Linked DNA regions of Lactuca sativa: region 2 is linked to region 1. Evidence: chromatin contacts called from public Hi-C data. All regions are on one chromosome and are shown on one strand. The core of a region is the stretch at or near the end of the contact, and the rest is flanking DNA. Distances in the headings are between cores, read along the strand shown.

Region 1 (4,244 bases), core at 1,120-3,619:
AGGAAGAGGTGTTTTATTTTATCATTATAAATTATAAAGTCTAGATTGTGTTTGTGGAGGCCTACTAACTAACTCAACAACCAACAATCAACATTTTGGATTTGGTGTAGTTTGCAGGAACTTCTTGGCATGAATTAAATTATATCAGACAAGCGGTTGGGTTTCTGGTAAACTTTATTTCTCTCTCACATCTCACATGACATGACAAACCAGACTCTAATTTTTGACATGCATTAGACTTACCTTTTTTTTTTTTTTATTTTTTTTTTGTAATTCTTAAATAGGTGATACACCAGAAAAGAAAGAAGTCTCTGGAAGAGATCAGACAGGATCTATGTCCGGTATCTCTCTCTCTCTCTCTCTCTAGATATATATATATATATATATATATATATATATCTTAATCTAAGCTTAATGATGGATTTATTATCATCTTGTTATCTCTGAGATCACATTTAATTTGATAATTTGTGATTTTGGATTGGATAGGCGTTGACTGTTAGACAAATATATCGCATAAGTACAATGTACTGGGATGACAAATATGGGACCCAAAGCGTCTCAAATGAGGCTAGTATTTCTTTTCTACTTTCGCTACTCCTCAATACTCAGATTCATTTTGTTTACTAATATTTATATAATACAATGACAATGTTAATGTTTGTTTGTTTTTTCAGGTTGTTACTGAGATGAGGGAAATGTTGAACAAGGACTCTCAGAATCTTACTTCCAATTCATTCTTATTGGACGATGATCTCAGGTAATTCATAATTCCAATCATTTCATATATATATATATATATATATATATATATTGAAATTTAATTCATCTTTGGTGTGTACATATACATGTATATATTGCAGCATTCCATTCTCTACAGAAGATATCTACATGGCAATTCCTGGCATTGATCCTACAGATATTGAGCCCCCTGCGTTCTTAGCTGAATATCCTTCAGCACAATTTCTACTTTCAAATCCCAAGTGACTTTGTCAATAAAAGACCATTTGCATGCTTTTAGGGTAGGGGAAATATATCGTTTCTGTAGGGATATTTAATTAGGAGTGCAAGCAAGGCAAAGTTCCATGTAAAGTAATAATACTACTAGTTAATTTCTTTTCTTTTTTTATTCTTTTGTAAAAAGCTTGTCTGTTGTGCACATTGTAATCGATTCCAGTGGATTCTCATTCTCGTAGCCAAATCAAATCCAATTAAATTATTTTGAAATGGTAGAGTGAGGATGATACATGGTAAGTTATAGGGTCTATTTCGTTTGGTTGATGGAAACACTTAAAAAAGTTAGATGTTCATAGTAAGCAATTTACAACATGAAAGTTAAGTTTGGGCTAACAGTTTTCAATCTTTGTGGGATTGCATTGATGCAAGTTGACCATTGAGAATGATCTCAGCGACAATTGTGGTCTGTTGACTTGAGATTGCTGAAATGTTGTTATTGTTGTGGTTTTCGGTTTCTTGGATACCCTTCCAGTGTTTATGTTTGATAGTTTGAAAGCTCCAAGATTTTTTCGTTTTCTTGTGTAAGCATTTTCTGGTTTTGCAATGTCTTGTATGGAATTGGAACTCGAATTGGAAGATGATGTTGATGGCCACGCATCCGCTAAGCTCGTGAAAGATTTTGATTTCCCATTGTAGAATGATGATATTCCCCTCCTGTAACAATATCAATATCTATTAACAATCGTGAATTCGAGTTGTGTTGATAAAATTTTGGCAAATTAACTGCAACTTTTATGGTTTACTTGGACAATGTGATAAACACCTCCAATGAATCGGAGAAATCTAATAAACAGATCGTTTTTTTCATATATTGTTGATTACGATTTGGTCATGGCAGATGATTATAACGAATTAGAGATCACAAATTTATGCAGAATTCAAAGTTTTCTGAAAAAACGTGAAGAAAGTAAACCTGATTGGTAACGCTTGTTCCAGGGCTTGAATTGCATCATCGAAGGATCCATTGTTGTTATGATGATCATATGCGTAATGATTCTCGACATCTCCTTCCCGATCGTCGTCACTGTCGTCTCCGATCGAAGAACTACTTGATGAATTACATTCCTCTTCCTCTTCTCGTACGATCCTCATCGACTTCGTTGACCCTTCAAACATGCTTCCATTTTCCCCTCCTCCGCCAACTTGTGTCTCCGGCAGCAACGCCGACGTCCGGCAATCACCGCCATATCCATCGCCATCTTCTTTTTCCCAGATCGTCTTCATCTGATGGACCCAATGTAACAAGAGATGGAATTTCACAAATCCAAGAATCGATAACCACCTTCCGAGTTCCGAATTTGCAATCTCACTGTTTATATTTATATTATAAAAGAAAGATATGGGAATTGATGATTGCTGAATCGGATCCTATTCAGATTAGTGGATAAGATTTATTAAGCCACACGACTTATTATTACTTATTTCCACTAATTCTTTCTTATTTTATATCAATGATTGAATTTTATTTTATTCTTACAAAACCGATTGCCTACAGTTTTCTATTTTTCCGATGTTATTTAAACCTTTTTTATGTTGGTTTTTTGTATGACATGATAAGGTAATAGAGTCATAGCTACTAAAAGTTATATCATAGTAGCTATTTGGATATACGAACTATTTAAATAATGTATTATTTTCTATAAAAAAATTGTTATAAAAAAAGAATGGGACACATAAAGCATGTTAAATATAATGAAATTATCTATTATAATGATATAATATCGTAATTATGTTCAAGATACTAAATATTTATCAAAATTTTTGAAAAAGAAATAAACAAATTCTAATATGTCAATCCAACACATATCGGTTCAACCTATACTAAGAAGTAAGAACTTACTTATTTTACCTAAACCCAATAGTATTCCCTTAAACATGTTTTACCACCTTGACCTCGGAATTATGCGTTGTTTCTTCTTCTTCTTCTTATTTTTTCCTTTTAAATCTTGTATTGATAAAGTAATTGAATTAATGATTATATTTGTTTGTGTATACATAAATAATATCATTTTTATTAACCGTCTGAATATAAATAAATAATTCTTTTTAGGCCAAAGGGTATGGGATGTTTTTTTACGCGTAAGTGGTGACGTGTAGGGGGGTTTTCATGCGTGAACACCCCCCCCCCCCCCCCCCCCCCCCTACCGGTGAATGTGACGCGGATTGATGTGTGCTACGGACGGTCACGCAAATGTTGATTGGTTAATTTTTTTGACCGTTTTTTTTCTTCTTTTGACCGTTACGTTAATTAAACAAAAAAAAAACTTTTCAATTTATTTCCTCTGCTATATATACACAAATACATAAACACACTAAACACATCTTTCTCTACAAATAATATCTCTCCACTATCTCATTATCTCTAAAAAATATGGAGCAAAATCAAAATACCTCTACCACTCTAAATGATCAATATCAATGTTACATTCAAATGCTAACATCCCCAATCCAACATTAACCTCTATTTACCAACATTCCATTTCAACCAAACTACTTCCAACAACAATTACCACAATCTCATTTCCAAGGTTTTCAACAATTTCGACCCCAACAATTCCAAACACAACCATCTCAACAATTCCAAACACCACCATCTCAACAATTCCAAACACAACCATCTCAAGTCCCTTGTTCTCAATCCCCAACTATAAATTTGGACAACGACGAGGACGATCGGGTCGAAGAGACACAACCATCTAGGCGTAGGAAATTAAAAGGAAAAGCTACAAATAGAAGAGGAACAACTTGGATCGAAGAGGAGGAGGAAGCTTTAGCTAAAACTTGGATTTCTATATCGTGTGACTCAAGGATGGGCAACGTGCAAACGGGAACCAGTTTTTGGGTTCGTGTTTTAGATCACTTCCACTCGCTTTTGGGAAGGCAAACGGGTCGAACGTACGACGCGGTCAACGGAAAATGGCGTGAACTACGAGCGGCGTGCACCAAGTTTAACGGCATATTTGAAAATCTGAAAAATATGCATAAAAGTGGTAGCAACGATTTCAATATTTTATCAACCGCATGCCAACAATTCAAAGTTACCACCGACGGTAAAGCGTTCGGCCACCAAAAGCGTGAGAAATTTGTCGTAAGGGTCCAAAATGGGTCCTTAACCCGAAGACTTTGCATTCGGAATCAACCATCGGCTCCAACAAAAGGCCAATAACTTCGGAATCTGATGTGGGTTTTGGCGTCGACCTCAGTGACGACTTCGATGGGACCGAAGG
Region 2 (3,916 bases), core at 280-2,779, 260 kb before region 1:
TGGTAGCAAGTGTTCTACCCTATACTTAGTGGAAGAACATTTAGGGCACCTTGCCTTCAATGGAAGTACATCACAGATGCCTGTTCAAGCACAAAAATACATGTCAAAAATATATGGAATTAGTTCCAGCAATAATATCAACATAATTAACAACTTAAGGGCTTACATTTTTTACAAAAGCTATGCTGACAGCATGGTATCATCACAGCATTCTTGAAATATGTGTTGCAAATAGGACATCTTAGTTCTGATGGCAAGTCAACTTTTTCCAAATCAATACCCTTTGTGTTCGCCACTCTATGATGTCAAGTCAAATTTTGAAAAGGAAACAAAAAGATTGTTTAGATAATCTGAAGGAATTAGTTTATCAGAAACTAAAAAAATCATATGGCACAAACTTTACTTTTCCAATTCCATGTGTTCAACATCTACAGGTTCAGGCTTCTTCTCTAGAATTGTTTCTTCAGGTTTATTGCGATTGATACCTGCATCTGTGATGTTAGTTAGAGCCACCCATCAAAAAAATTATAATGTATTGCTTTAAAATGTTATATACCTTTCGGAATATCCTCACTAAGCTCACTTGCTTCAGGTTTATGATGTCTTAACCTGAAGAAAGTAGAATATCAGATGCCAAGTTGATAACAAGAAAAGACAAGATGATTTAGAGTATTAGTTAATCAACAGTACATATCAATTAATGAAATAGAAGACAGTGTGAAACGCTTATCACTCATACATAATTACATATACTCCCACAGCTTCCAACAGAACAATCCCACACACCCACATACACCAAAGAAATCATATTGTAAAAACTCATCAAACGATTAACTGATATCATATAGCTAAAAGATATATTAACAGGGTTTTATGAGTTAGATTCAATTCAATAGAAGAACGTAAAACTTACATAGCTAAAGGCACCGGTTCTGCTGGAACTCTCTTTATGATAACACTCGAACCACTAGGAATCTTGAATTCATCGTCATTGTACTCTAATAACTCAAAAATAAAACACGGAATCAAAAATAAAAAAACGAAACCAATTAATGATACATGAAAACACACTATTCTGCTGCACCTGTACACCAACACAATTTACAGAAGAGGACTTGTAGCTCAAGAATATGAAAACTAAAAGCAGGTAGACTAATAGAATTAGAAAATAACCTTGACCAGTGAGGTCATCTAAGAAGACGAGATCAAAGTCTTTATGGCATATGCCGCTTAACTTCTTCTGACACAGAATTTTAGATCTGAGTTCTCCCACCGATATGTAGGGTTTACCACCATCGATTTCGATTGTATCGAAATTGACAGAGCTTCTGAATTTGAATCTGATAGACATAATCTATATTGTTTCTGATGAGTACGATTCGATGTCGCTATACGATTTGGAATGAGAACTTGAGAAAGGAGGAAAGAAGAAGGAGAAATATGAAGAAGAGGAACTGTTCAGTTTGTCGATAGAGGAGATGGGAACTAAGGTGCGTTTCACGTGACACGTGCAACATGTTGCACCTTATTTCGTCAAACAAACATTTGACCAACTATACTTTGGCATTCCATTTAAAAAGATAATGACAAAAATATCAAAGCGAGATTGGTGTCATAATCGTTTTTGAAGATTTATATATCAAGATAATTCACATCCTTAAAGATATTTGTGATTTGCCAAATATGTACAAAGTAGGGCTTAATGCAAGGTTAGTACAACAACTAATATGTATAGTATGAGTTTTTATAGTAGTAGTATTAGATTGATGTTGATATAGAAATGTATTTATTCCATGAGAAGCAATTGATTCGGTCTTTAAAATCGACTTGGATGTTGAAAGTAGTAACAAATCGGTCTAATTAAGATTAAGAATCCATTTCTAGAAGAAACTCATGTCCATATTAAAATTTTAAAGATAAATTATTATCGTAATATTTTCATATAAAGTTTCTTTATTTAATCTGTATCAATAAAAAAGATGTTGAGTTGAAAAAAAGATAAATACAGACAAAAAATGAAGGGGATAAAAAATACCATTGGAAAGAAAGCATGGAGAGTGACAAATATATATATATATATATATATATATATATATATATATATATATATATATATATATATATATATATATATATATATATATATAAAGAAGTGTATAAAGAAGATTATTGGAGATAAAGCATAAAAACATACAAAAAAGATACACAAATAAGTTAAAAAACATGTTAAGGTTGGAATCCCGCCCTTGATGGTAAAGAAAACAGACGCAAACATTAGGGCGATCGTGACTAATAATTTTAAAATGACGCACAATACTTGTAAAATGAATAGGAATGTTGTTGTTCATACAAAAAAAAAAGATTGAGAAGTTTAAAAAATGAACGATGAGAGCGGAATCATTGCCCTTAATGGTAATGAAAACACACGAAGTCATTAGGCATGGACACTATTGTCAATGTGTTGATAATTGTTTGTGATAAATGATGTATAATCTGATCAGTTTATTTCGTCGACCATATTTCATAAATATCGTCTTTTTGCCAATATCTACAAAAAGAACTATGAGTTGTCGAAAATAACAATTTTTTAAGGAATCATATTGACCTAACAATATTTTTTATCAACCATAAAACTCATCAAAAATAGAGGTGTGCCTATACTAATTAAGGGCATCTCCGATTGTTAAACTCAAAAAAAGAAAAAAAAATTGTGACATCATCTTTCCGCCAACTTTTATTTTACAAAATTTTTTATCAAATTTCATCTCTAACTCTTAACCTTGAAAGTTCTTTTTTTTCTAAAATTATCTAATTTATCATTTATCAAACTTAAATGTTTTATTAAGTGTCGTCGTATAATTTATCATTATACTAACATGACATATTTTTTTTGGTATTGGGTAAGTTTTCCAAAAAAAATCTTGTTCGATACTTGTCATTTTACTAATATATGTAAAAAAATCGCATCTTAATTTAAACAAGTGGTTATGTCAACATATACATAGCACATCATAAGTTGAGTATTCATTAATATCTTCAAGGTTTTCAAATAATAACAACACATTTGAGATTTATTTAACAATAATGTTAAAAATCTTTGACCACCAAATTTTTGAACATAAAATACCAATTTCTTAGTATGGGCTATGATAGAGTCTAAAAGGCAATAAAATTCAACATGTAATAATCTTATCCTCAAATTACATCTTTTTTTTTCAAAACAAGCTCATTTAACATGTTTGTTATATTAATTTAGAGGTTTTCCACATTTAATTATTTCTCCCATGGTTAAATTTCATTTAAGTGGGTAAAACATTTGGTTAAACAAAACCAAATGAGAATACCAAGCTATATAGCTAAATCTAAATTGTTCAATTAATTAGACAACTTAGTTTTATCTAATTAGTGAACACCTATGGCCACCGTCATCATTCTTTCGTTACGTCGCCACCACCTTAATTGTTTCCTTCTATAAACATCTCAGTTGTTTCATATCGTTGTGTGGTTGTTCTAATTTGAAACTTATTAATCGTCACATTAATTGCTTTCTTCCATCATTGTCTTATATGTTTATTCCACAATCGACTTTTTGTTACCGATCTAAAACTTAAAGACATTGTGCCTTTGTTTTTGTACTAGATTTTGATGAATAGAATCCCTTAATATTTTCTAGGGTTACTCACTGTTACGTATCTTATCCGTTGTTGTTCCAACGTCCGTGTTTGTGAAGAATATATTGAGTGGGTCGAGCTTATGAGTTTGATGAGCACATAGGGTTTTCAACCTACAATAATATAATTGTAATCTTTTAGATATATAGTTTTCTCCCAACAAATAACCCAAATACCCATTCCATATAGTCTCACTCCATGATCCTAATATGATGATCTCAACAGACCTACCCTAAAGGATCACT

Evidence for each region. Hi-C and Micro-C count contacts between places; a contact is called where the count stands out from the background.
Region 2: a Hi-C map of leaf shows a contact between it and region 1, with 4 times the contacts expected there. The contact joins the promoter of LOC111893202 here to the promoter of LOC111893155 in region 1. A contact is called at or near these places in 2 of 4 Hi-C or Micro-C datasets (leaf and seed).

The regions. Positions count from the first base shown.
Region 1 is chr8:109,773,003-109,777,246 of Lsat_Salinas_v11, reverse strand. LOC111893155 (protein OXIDATIVE STRESS 3 LIKE 2) reads right to left here and starts at 2,369. Exons shown (of 2, transcript XM_023889219.3): 1 at 1,931-2,369; 2 at 1,242-1,671. The coding sequence starts at 2,241. The coding sequence ends at 1,347. LOC111893154 (myosin-15) reads left to right here. Exons shown (of 28, transcript XM_042896952.2): 23 at 1-8; 24 at 111-167; 25 at 285-341; 26 at 490-570; 27 at 678-760; 28 at 864-1,232. The coding sequence ends at 987.
Region 2 is chr8:110,028,559-110,032,474 of Lsat_Salinas_v11, reverse strand. It overlaps LOC111893202 (E3 ubiquitin ligase PARAQUAT TOLERANCE 3), which reads right to left and starts at 1,529. Exons shown (of 14, transcript XR_002850835.3): 1 at 1,174-1,529; 2 at 914-998; 3 at 557-609; 4 at 404-491; 5 at 167-297; 6 at 1-80.